2 separate regions of the Danio rerio genome follow, and region 1 is linked to region 2. Evidence: chromatin contacts called from public HiCAR-type data. All regions are on one chromosome and are shown on one strand. The core of a region is the stretch at or near the end of the contact, and the rest is flanking DNA. Distances in the headings are between cores, read along the strand shown.

Evidence for each region. HiCAR-type assays count read pairs that join an accessible place to other places.
Region 1: a contact with region 2 is called in a HiCAR-type map of caudal fin, with 7 times the contacts expected there. The contact joins the promoter of med4 here to the promoter of esd in region 2. A contact is called at or near these places in 4 of 18 Hi-C or Micro-C datasets (caudal fin, embryo, hematopoietic stem cells and 1 more) and 1 of 4 datasets of contacts at active chromatin or transcription factors (caudal fin).

The regions. Positions count from the first base shown.
Region 1 is chr9:26,950,192-26,955,858 of GRCz12tu, reverse strand. med4 (mediator complex subunit 4) reads left to right here and starts at 2,376. Exons shown (of 7, transcript NM_001017883.1): 1 at 2,376-2,468; 2 at 2,732-2,798; 3 at 4,317-4,487. The coding sequence starts at 2,392.
Region 2 is chr9:26,803,027-26,808,477 of GRCz12tu, reverse strand. It overlaps esd (esterase D/formylglutathione hydrolase), which reads left to right and starts at 1,742. Exons shown (of 9, transcript NM_001017796.2): 1 at 1,742-1,869; 2 at 2,291-2,369; 3 at 2,450-2,538; 4 at 3,167-3,265; 5 at 4,279-4,403. The coding sequence starts at 2,302.

The sequences.
Region 1 (5,667 bases), core at 1,127-3,626, 150 kb before region 2:
CCACAACACCTGCACCCCTACAGTATTTAGACGAGCACTTCTAACATACTGTATGCACTTTCCAACTTAAAATTACTTTAAATAGTAGGAGTAAGTTTAGTTACTATAGATATGGAAATTAACTCAAATAAGATGTCTTATAAAGCCATCATTTAAGGGTCTAACGCTTACAAGAAGACTCACAATTCCAGGGGTCTTAAGGATTAATTTGAAAACACTTGTAAAAAACAAGTTGAGGAATTTTTTTTAAATACACTCGAGATTAAACAAGCTTTGGAATAAACGATACATATTAAATTCTGATTGAATCATTCAACAATTGTAGTTATGATGTTGTCTGTAACTGTAGCTACTAAAAAAATCATACTTAAGTAAAAGTACCATATTTGCCCAAAAATGTTGTGCAAGTCGACTAAAAGTATCTGTTGTAAATATTACTCAAAGTATGAGTAAAAAGTTGCTTTTTTAAAAGTACTCAGGAGTAGTGACTGTGAAAGTCTGATGCGTTCAATGGTATCTGGATGCAGACGTGGATTTGCAAGCTGAGACTGCATATTTCAGAGATGTAAGAAGGTGGCTGGTTTGAGCCCTGGCTGGGTAAGTTGGTGTTTCTGTGTGGAGTTTGCATGTTCTCCCCGTGTTTGTGTGGGTTTCCTCCGGGTGCTTTAGTTTCCCCCACAAGTCCAAAGACATGGTATAGGTGAATTGGGTAAGGTAAATTGGCTGTAGTGTATGTGTGTGAATGAGTGTGTATGGATGTTTCCCAGTGATGGGTTGCAGCTATAAGGGCAACTGCTGCGTAAGACATTTGCTGGATAAGTTGCCGGTTCATTCCGCTGTGGCGATCCCAGATAAAAACCTAAGCCAAAAAGAAAACGGATTAATGAATGTGAAAACGTAATATTTATCCAGCACGTTTTTACACAGTGAATGCCCTTCCAGCCCCAACCTACCTCTGGGAAACATTCACACACTCATTAACTACGGACAATTTAGCCTACCAAATTCACCTGTCTTTGGACTGTGGGGGAAACCGGAGCACCTGTAGGAAACCCACACAAACGCAGGGAGAACATGCAGACTCAACACAGAAATGCCAACTGACCCAGCTGAGGTTTGAACCAACAACCGTCTTGGTGTGAGGTGACAGCACTACCTACTGCACCACTGCATCACCCTAGTAATTTACAATTGCTGAAAAAACTACTCAATTACAGTAATTGGAGTATTTATAATTTGTTACTTTACACCACTGTTCATTAGATAAAACCAGACACATTTTTATCAGGTTGGCATGGCTTAGAGTTAATAACACTAATATTAACTTTTATGTTTCTGACTGAAAATGTGACATTTTGTGTTTAGAGCAAATTGAGAAAATAGCCACACTTATGTTTTGAGGTCAAATTAAATGATTAGGAAACTAAATTCAAGGCTTATAACGGAAACATACAAGTCTACCCCAAAACAAAATCTCACTAAAGGCTCTTTTTTTAAGTTTATTCCTCTGATTTATTTTAGTACAGAATATTTTTAGCGCAGCGTTCACTAGGCTGTAGTTCATCATCCACTATTTTAAATTTGGACACTTTTTTCTCCAATAATGTGCCTATTTTTTTAAGTGACCAGTCTTAAGCTGGAAATGTGTTAATGAATAGGCTAATAAATAGTTTGCTGTCAACTTCTTGGACTCACTCGTAAAAAAAAATAAAGTACTAAATTAAAAGATTGTAGACATAAAACAGTCTTTTTAAAAATATATAATGATTTTTGAATCGGCGATGCTGTCTCTCAGTGGGTAGTGCTGTCACCTACAGCAAGAAGGTCGCAGGTTCCAGTCTTGGCTGGGCCAGTTGGCATTTCTGTGTGGGGGTTGCATGTTCTTCTCGTGTCCTTGTGGGTTTACTCCGGGTGCTCCGGTTTTCCCCCACAGTCCAAAGACATGCACTATAGGAGAATTGAATATACTGAAGTGTATGTGCTGAAAGGGCATTTGCTGTGTAAAACATATGCTGGATAAGTTGGCAGTTCATTCCACGGTGATGACCCCTGATGAATGAAGGGACTAAGCCAAAGGAAAAGAAATGAATGAATGATTCTTAAATCAAACAAATCAATGTCTATAGATCAGCAGGTGCTATAAACATGAAACAAAAAAAATGATTGTAACAGTAATAGCACATCCATAGGCTATATCTGAACAATATAATAACAGTTACACAGCCACCATACTTACAAACAGATGTTCCAGGAGTTTTTTTTTTGTGTGTGTTCCTCAACATTGACTGTGTTTATGCGTTGCGGTCCTTCTGCCAGCAGTCGTCGCTGTGTGACTCAAAAGCATCTAACGCTTTTCATTTCCCACGCATGCGCACAGAAAGAGAAACAATCATGGCGGCGGCGGCGGCAGATAAATCTACGAAAGAAAGGCTTTTATCCACTCTGGATGATTTAGAAGTTTTATCCAGGTTTGTCCTTACATGCTCTAAAAATTTAGACAAAAAATTACTATGACGTTGTTTGTGTGTGTGTGTTTAGCTGTTACAAGGCAGAATGATCATGTCCATTCATGGTATTTCCCCAGTGATGTATGAGTTGATGAGTTAACGTTAGTTAACAATTGAACAAATAGAGTAATTCTATCTTTTACACTAAAGTCTTCTCCGAGTAATACAGTAATTTTACAGTACTGGTTATCTGTAGCGTCTCGTTTTTCGTCGTGTTGTTTTAGAGAGCTGATCGAGATGCTGGCGCTGTCCAGGTCACAGAAACTGCCCCCGCCTGGCGAGGACACACTGGTGAGAGTCAATGCTGTTTACACACATACACATACACATCCCATGCCCTATGCCCTCAGCCTCACAAATCCATCTTTGGAAAGCTGAGACATTTAAAATTGAGGCTAAAAGATTTCTGTCCTCCCAATATTCATAAAGAGAGATCAACAGCGTTGTTTAGATTACTTGAATTTGTAGTCCCTAAGTGATTATAAGTTAGAAAATAATAATTGAAGTCAGTAATGTAATCTTGATGACCTTTTTGATTTTTAGTGATTTTGACCAATTGTCTTTGTATGCTTTAAATGTCGACATTTTCACTGTGAACGCAGAATAAATGTCATGATCAGTTTGCAGAACAAAAAACACCCAAAATCTTTTATTCAAACACATGACTATAAATTAATTGTACATTAAAAAGGTCACACTTTACAATAAGGTTTCATTAGTTAATAATGTATTTACTAACCTGAACTTATCATGAACAATACTTAAACAGTATTTATTAATCATAATTTAACATTTACTAATGCATTATTTACATCCAAATTCATGTTTATTAACATTAGTTCATGCACTGACTTGCGTTCATATGAACTAACAATGAACTGTATTTTCGTCAATTAACATGAACAAATACTGTAATAAATGTACTGTTCATTGTTTGTCCGTGCATTAACTAACACAACATTATTGTACAGTATAACCATTAAAAGAAACTAAGAATTTCCACTTTGGATCTTATTTTTTTCCCCTCAAATATGGTACACACTACACTGTAAAACTGTTTAGAACAGAAGCATGTTAAAAAAAGAATTAGGGAGAATCAGTAAATTATTTACTCGAATAGTGCAATGTGTTTGTAATCAAGCAATCTGATTAGAGGCATTTATACAAATTTATATTATAGGGCTGCACAATGTATCGTTTCATCATCGATATTGCAATGTGTGTATCTACAATAGTCACATCACAGGATCTGCAATGTTATTATAGTTGAACAGGAGCCGAAGTTCAAAACATAGATGATTTGTGGAGTCATTTTTAATTTTAACCAAAAATATAACATTTAATTTAGAATTTGCATGTGTTTTTAAGGCCTGTGACTGTGTTAACATTTCAAGGCCCTTTAAAAAATTTAGGCACAAGAAATTATGTTTACTTTACTTTAGGAAAGATTAGATTTATGTGCAAATACAATGAAGATTCAATTTGACTATCCAGTTTGTGCCTGAATACTGCAGACTTACAAAAATCATTTTTTTTTCATTTATATCTTTGCTCCATTGTATTTATCAATGCTTGTGATTGGTTTATTATAATTTATGCATATGCAATGCCCTATAAAACATCCAAAGTATACAAAACAACAAATTTATTTTATAACTTTTTAAAATCTATTAAAGTATACTCAACATTGCAATATGTATCGCAGTAAAACGAGATATTACAATGTCAGTTTTTTTTTATAATATTGTGCACCCACATTATATAATCTCATTACTAAAACTGGAAACTTGCTGTGGGTTGTGTGAGCAGATTCTGGAGCTGTTAATACAGAGAGATAAAGAGTTCCAGGAGCTAATGCAGACGGCGTTGGAGCAGGGCAGAGTTCACCAGGAGATGCAATCACTGGAGAAAGAAGTTGAGAAGAGAGACAGTGATATCCAGCAGCTCCAGAAACAGCTCAAAGAGGCAGAGCATATACTGGTGAGTATCATTTTCTTCTTCCAGCACTGTGCAAAGCAAAATACCATTTCACTTTAGGGGGTATTGGAAAAAACTGACATTGCAATATTTTCATTTACTGCGACATAAATGCAATTTCGCCAGATGACTTGAATAGCTTGTAAAGATTAGGGTGATTGTTTAGGGGAGTGTATCTGCATAAAATATCGTTTTAAAATGACAAGCATAGTTAAATACAACAAACAAAAGATGCAAATAATTACTCTATAATAATAATAATAATAATAATAACAACAACACTATATAATTTTGAGTACAAATTTGCAAACGTTTGCTTGAAATTTAATATAGTCAGGCCTTAAAAACACATGCAAATATTAAACTTTCACTGGAAGGTTTGTAAAAATTGAAATTACTCCTATGTTGTTTATTGTAATGTCTGGTCAACTTTAATCCTGACTACAAATCAGATCCTTGCGATGTGACAGTTGCTGACTTGGAAATTGCGGTATCAGTGCTGAAATTATATATTTGTGCAGCCATACCTCACTTCATTACAATTTTGTGCTGCTAAACATTTTAAATGGTTACATTCAAATTCAGGTATTTTGTTTACTTGAAATAATTTTGCAACTACATTTAATAATTAATGGAGGAATAGTGGACTGTCAGGTCAGGGTTAGTAGAATAATGAACCTGAAAAGCTACTTGTAGAATAACCAGTAAAATATATGTTGAGGGCCTATCAACATAAATGTTATAATAAGCTCAGCTGACAATCTGTGCTTTTCACAGGGTTTGATGGGCTGTAGTTGCAAAGTTATGACAAAATGCCTGAAGGGAGTGTTACAGTTTTTTTTTTTTTTTTTAACTAAAGTGAGGAGCCAGCTGCAGAGTTTCTTATCTTTGTTGCAAGTATTCTCAACAGAGCAGAGACATCTCCCCCTAGAATTCAAGGACATGTTAGTTTAAACAATCTCTCATCTGGTGTTTTATTATTATTACTTAGAAGTTTGTTTGCAGTGTCTGTGAGAGAGAAATGAACTTTTCTGATGCGTATGTTTCACTTACTCTTGTGTGCATGCAAAGGATGTCATTTTTGCTATATTGAGACTTAGACTTGGGTGTATAATTTAATATAAAAAGAGACTATCAAAATAGTGTCACTAGTTTTACTGTTACTTTAAATTAATGATATCGC
Region 2 (5,451 bases), core at 493-2,992:
TCATTGAAACAGTTTGTATTTGCATTGTGCCATAAAATTAACAAAGTCATGTTTATTCATTCGCCTTAGTCCCTTTATTAATCAGGGGTCGCCACAGCAGAATGAACCACCAACTTATCATAGCGGTTGCTCTTTCAGCTGCAACTGAAATTTTTGCATTTACATTTACACACATACACTACAGACACTAGTTTATTCAATTTACCCGTACCATGTCTTTAGACTTGTGGGTAAAACCGGAGCAAAGGGAAAAAACCCACAGGGAGAACATGCAGACTCCACACAGAAAACGCTAACTGACCCTGCCAGGGCTTGAACCAGTGACCTTCTTGCTGTGAGGCAATCGTGCTACCCACTGCGCCACCGTGACACCCCAAAGTCAAGTTTAATCAGTCATTAAAACTTTTAGTCCTACAGTGTGTACACCAAGGAACATTTACATAGGCTATTCTACATTCTGTTATAGAATGGTCCACAGCTTACTTTTCTTAAAATGGTCCATGGCTTACTTTCCTTGACCTTTTTTTGTTGAAATTTTCAGATATGACTGTCTGTCTCTCATGTTGCATGAACTTCTGGGTTAAAAAAGTTTCCACTAATTGATTGCACACCTGAAAACCACAGCACAAGCCAACTGGACATTGTTCATCCAGCTGAATTGTGTGCATTCAGACATCCTACTCAGCTGACATATTAATTTAAAATAAACATTCAAATAAATAAATAAATACTAGCCTTTATAGTGAAGAATGTATGATGACGTGAGAAGCACATGTAAGCTATCGTCATCGTATTTAAAAAGCAGCTACAGTCAGAATGTGTTTATGTTGTGTGTGCACCTTGAAGGCCTATATTTCATCAGTACAAGTATGTTTGAAATTTAATTAAAACTGCCTATTGTCTATGGAGGACGAAACCTGCAAAAGCAATAAAAAATAAATATGCAAATAAATGAATAAATAAATACACAAATTCCTGCATAAATAAAAAATAAAGAAAATAAATATGCAAATAAATAAATAAATTAATTAATGTATAAATCTACAAATTCCGGCATGAATAAATATATAAATAATTAATAGTGTGGTGTGAAAGGGGGAAAAATCTACTTTCAGTTTACATTAATGCAATTTATTTAAATATTAATCTGCCTGCACTATTTATATATTGATTTATGCAGGAATTTGTGGATTTATTTATAAATTTATTTATGTGCATATTTAGGGGCGACTGTGGCGCAGTAGGTAGTGCTGTCACCTTACAGCAAAAAGGTCGCTGGTTCAAGCCTCGGCTGGGTCAGTTGTCATTTCTGTGCTGAGTTTGCATGTTCTCCCTGAGTTTGTGTGGGTTTCCTCCGGGTGCTTAGGTTTACCCAACAGTCCAAAGACGTGGTATGGTGAATTGAGTAGGCTATGTGTGAAAGAGTGTGAATGGATGTATTCCAATGATGGTCTGCAGCTGGAAGGGCATCCGCTGCGTACAGTAAAAACATATGCTGGATAAGTTGGCCGTTCATTCCACTTTGGTGACCCCAGAATAATAAAGGGACTAAGCTGAATGAAATGAATGTGCATATTTATCTACTTGTTGTTTTTGCAGATTTAATTTTCCATGATTGTCAAGCTCACCCTTTTGTAAATAAGAGCTCGAAAATGGAAAGTTGTAGGGTTTATAGATTGTTTTTCAGCTTGCTATACTGGACCTTATTTCTTGGGCAGTTAAAAATGAAAGAGAACCATACCTCTCGAGCGCCGCTGTTTGGCCAACACGTTGAAGCACACACCAGGCAGGAAAAAGCACAAGGGGCGTGGCTTTGCGTCTTACGTTCAATCTGGCGTCACACTGAACTCGGAATCCTCAGCTGCAGCGGTAAGTGCTACAAAATAACATCCAGGACATCAACCTGCATGCAGAGGAAAGTTGCATGCCGCCAAAATAAAACGCAGCTTTCTTTAGTTTATGTTCTGGCGTCAGTTTAAACTTCCCGAAGCGCTTCTTCGGGTCGTTCACTGCAGATCCTACTATCAGTGCTGTGAGTTTGGCACGCCAGAAACAATGCGCATGCGCAAACCACACGAGCCCTGTGTGCTAAATGTGAATTATTGTTTAATGACTCTATTTAAGCTACAGATGGTGTTCAGATACTTAAAACTTGACGTAAAACGATTAATATGTCACTATATGAACTGAAATCAGCTCGCAGCGTAATATTTGTACAAGCGAGCACATTCATTTGAAAGAAAGGCGATGATCTGTCATAACTACGATTGATTTCTTTTACTCAACACAGTAAACGGTGCAATGGCTTTAACCCAGGTTTCTTCTAATAAGTGCAGCGGTGGATATCAGAAAGTGTTCGAGCATGACAGGTGAGAGACTCTTTCATTAATAGCCCTGGTCGAAATATTCACATTAACGTTAAAGAGCTTAACTTAAACTTTATTTACAGCTCCGAGTTAAAATGCAAAATGAAGTTCGCCATTTACCTTCCTCCAAAGGCGGAGAGCTCCAAATGTCCAGTGTTATACTGGCTGTCAGGTATTTCAGCACGATTCTATTCTCTACTAGGCCTGTTTAATTATTTTATTATGATTATATTCGTTTGATCATGACACAATAAATTAATTATGGCTGTTAATTGACTGTAATCATATTATTATTGCCACTATATCATGTTGTTTGTTAGCATATTATCACCTTGGAATTCTATCTGCGTTCTAAATGATTTTGAAATATTGAGCTTCAAAGTTTTTACATTCCATATAGCAAACAATTTGTGTAACATTTTAAAAAAATAATAAAAAGTCTTAAAATCTAAACAACTTATATAAAGAATCCCATAATGTAAATAAGTTGCCATTGAATAAGAATATGTCAATAACTCAGTTTTGACAAAAATGTCAGATAGAACCTTATAATTCTATTGTGACAATAGGTTGCATGTGTGTAATGTTCCAAATGACAACTGAGTTATTTAATTCATATTTTATTTTAATTATTTAAAACATTAACGTCACTTACATTTTATGCGCTTTTTACACATTAATTTTGATGTGCACCAAATGTATTTTACCCATGTATCATTTACATCTTTAACAATCTCAGTAATGCACTAAATGTCAATAACATTCTAAAATGTACTTTTATCATACACTGTGTTTTTTAGGTTTGACATGCACCGAGCAAAACTTCATCACTAAAGCTGGAAGCCAGCAGGCGGCCTCTGAAAATGGGATCATCATCGTAGCTCCAGACACCAGTCCACGTAAATACCTAAATATTTACAATTTATACACTCGCTGGTCCACCTCTGGAGAGCTTTCCTCGTAGTTATATTTCTGATTTCAGCTCTGCCTAATCCTATAGAGACATGAGCCAGAAAGTAATAATAATACAGCAGGATGGATTGTGGATGCAGAGCTCTCTTGGGAAGTCAAATCATCACTGCAACATATAGATAAACAAATAAAAGTCTCCACTGAGTATCAAACAGCATTGTGACTTCCCTGTTTACGTCAGTGCTTACAGTTTCCCACCACATAGTCATACCACTGCTTGGAGAAAAGCCAATAGAAGCTTAAATTCAGTGTAAGCTAATGTTATGCCATGTAAGCCAAAACACTAGGTATCATTGTTTTTTCAAGCTGTACAATCTGTGATTAGTTACATTCAAGTTAATCCAAACTAATATTGCCTTATTAATCAGGATGTCCACAGGGTCTTAAAAAGCATCAAAAGTTGATAAGTCAATGTAGATAAATTTAAGGCTCTTAAACAGTATTAAAAAGTCTTACATGCTATTTTGCAAGGTATTACATTTTATATCATGTTTGATTATGCAGTGTAAGGTTGTATGCTAAAGTTTGCCTGAATTAAATCTGCGTATATCAAGATGCTGTGTAATTTATGAAATCAATGAAATTACCAGATTTGACATCCTGCTGCTTTGTTTACTGCAGTAATCAAGGCAACACCATATTTTTGCAGCTCTATATGCTCCAACCTGCTGAATTAGCCAGATTTAATAGATTTATATTCAGTATATGAATAATGTTTTAGTTTTGGATTAGTTCTTACATTAATATTTAGTAAGTATACTGTGAGTTAAAATCTCGCCAGGGTTTCCAGTTGAAACCTAAAGTGATTTTAAGGTCTTAAAATGTATGGAAAGAGTCTTTAAAAAGATCTTAAAATGTATTGAATTTGACTCTGATTCCTGTATACTCTGTTAATACAAAAATAAATGATCATAAATTGAGATAATTCTGCACTCTTCAGGCGGCTGCAACATTGAAGGAGAGGAGGAGAGCTGGGACTTTGGGACAGGAGCCGGATTTTATGTAAATGCTACCCAAGATCCTTGGAAAACCAACTACCGCATGTATTCATATGTCACAGAGGAGGTGTGTAATTTATAGATATGTTAGCAATGTTTCTAAACCCAGATAAGCCCAAAATACACTTCTGCCTGTTCATTAACTTATGAGTAAATTTCTCCTGAAACTATTCAACAACTCTCAATCTTGCTTGGGACAATTTTGAACAAAAAAAAAAAAGTTTTTTTTATCCACTTTAAAAGTTAAGTTCTGTATGTACTGTTTTAAAGTACATTTTTAGATGTCTTTGCCCTCTTAAGCAGCATGCTGTCGTATTTCTGATGGCGAAACAACAGCCAGCTTAAAAAAAGCAATGTCTTCTCTTGTTTGATTTCTGCTGTTGAAGTTAGAAACAGAGTTTTTCACAGTAGAAACTGACAAGAAATTCTAATTTACCCAATAGTGAAAGATCTTTCAGTCACCCTTGACTTGTTTCAAACCAGTTTAAAGTTGTGTTGAACACATAAGAAGATATTTTGAAGAATTTGGGGAACCTGTAACCATTGACATTCATAGTAGGAACCCATAGTAAGAGGTCTGTCATCTGACCTCCGAAGACTACGTTGGATAGTTTGGACTGCTGAATGAATCACTGCTACAACCCTTCCTACTCTCCAAAAAAATGTACAGTACTTATCCAGAGCGAGCAGAAGCGCTGCTAAAATCACTCTGGACCCCTCACACTCGGCACACTGCCTCTTTGAACTTTTACCTTCTGGTTGACGCTACAGTGCACTGTGCACCAGAACAGCCTGATGCAGAAACGTTTTCTTCACTCAGGCAATCCATCTCATGAACACTTTATGATAGTAATTGTAAAACAAACATCACTACTTGCTATACACATATACACTAATTTAACAACAAACTTTACTTGCCAATCTGCACATAACAGATGTACATATAACGTTGTATATGGTAATATACCTGTACATACACTTGTCAATCTGTCTCTGTAATTCTGTTGCACTGTAGAAGCTCTGTCACGAAAACAAATTGCGTGAATATACCTGGCAATAAAGCTCTCTTTCTGATTCTAAACACAAATACTATGGAAGTGAGTGGTTACGGGTTT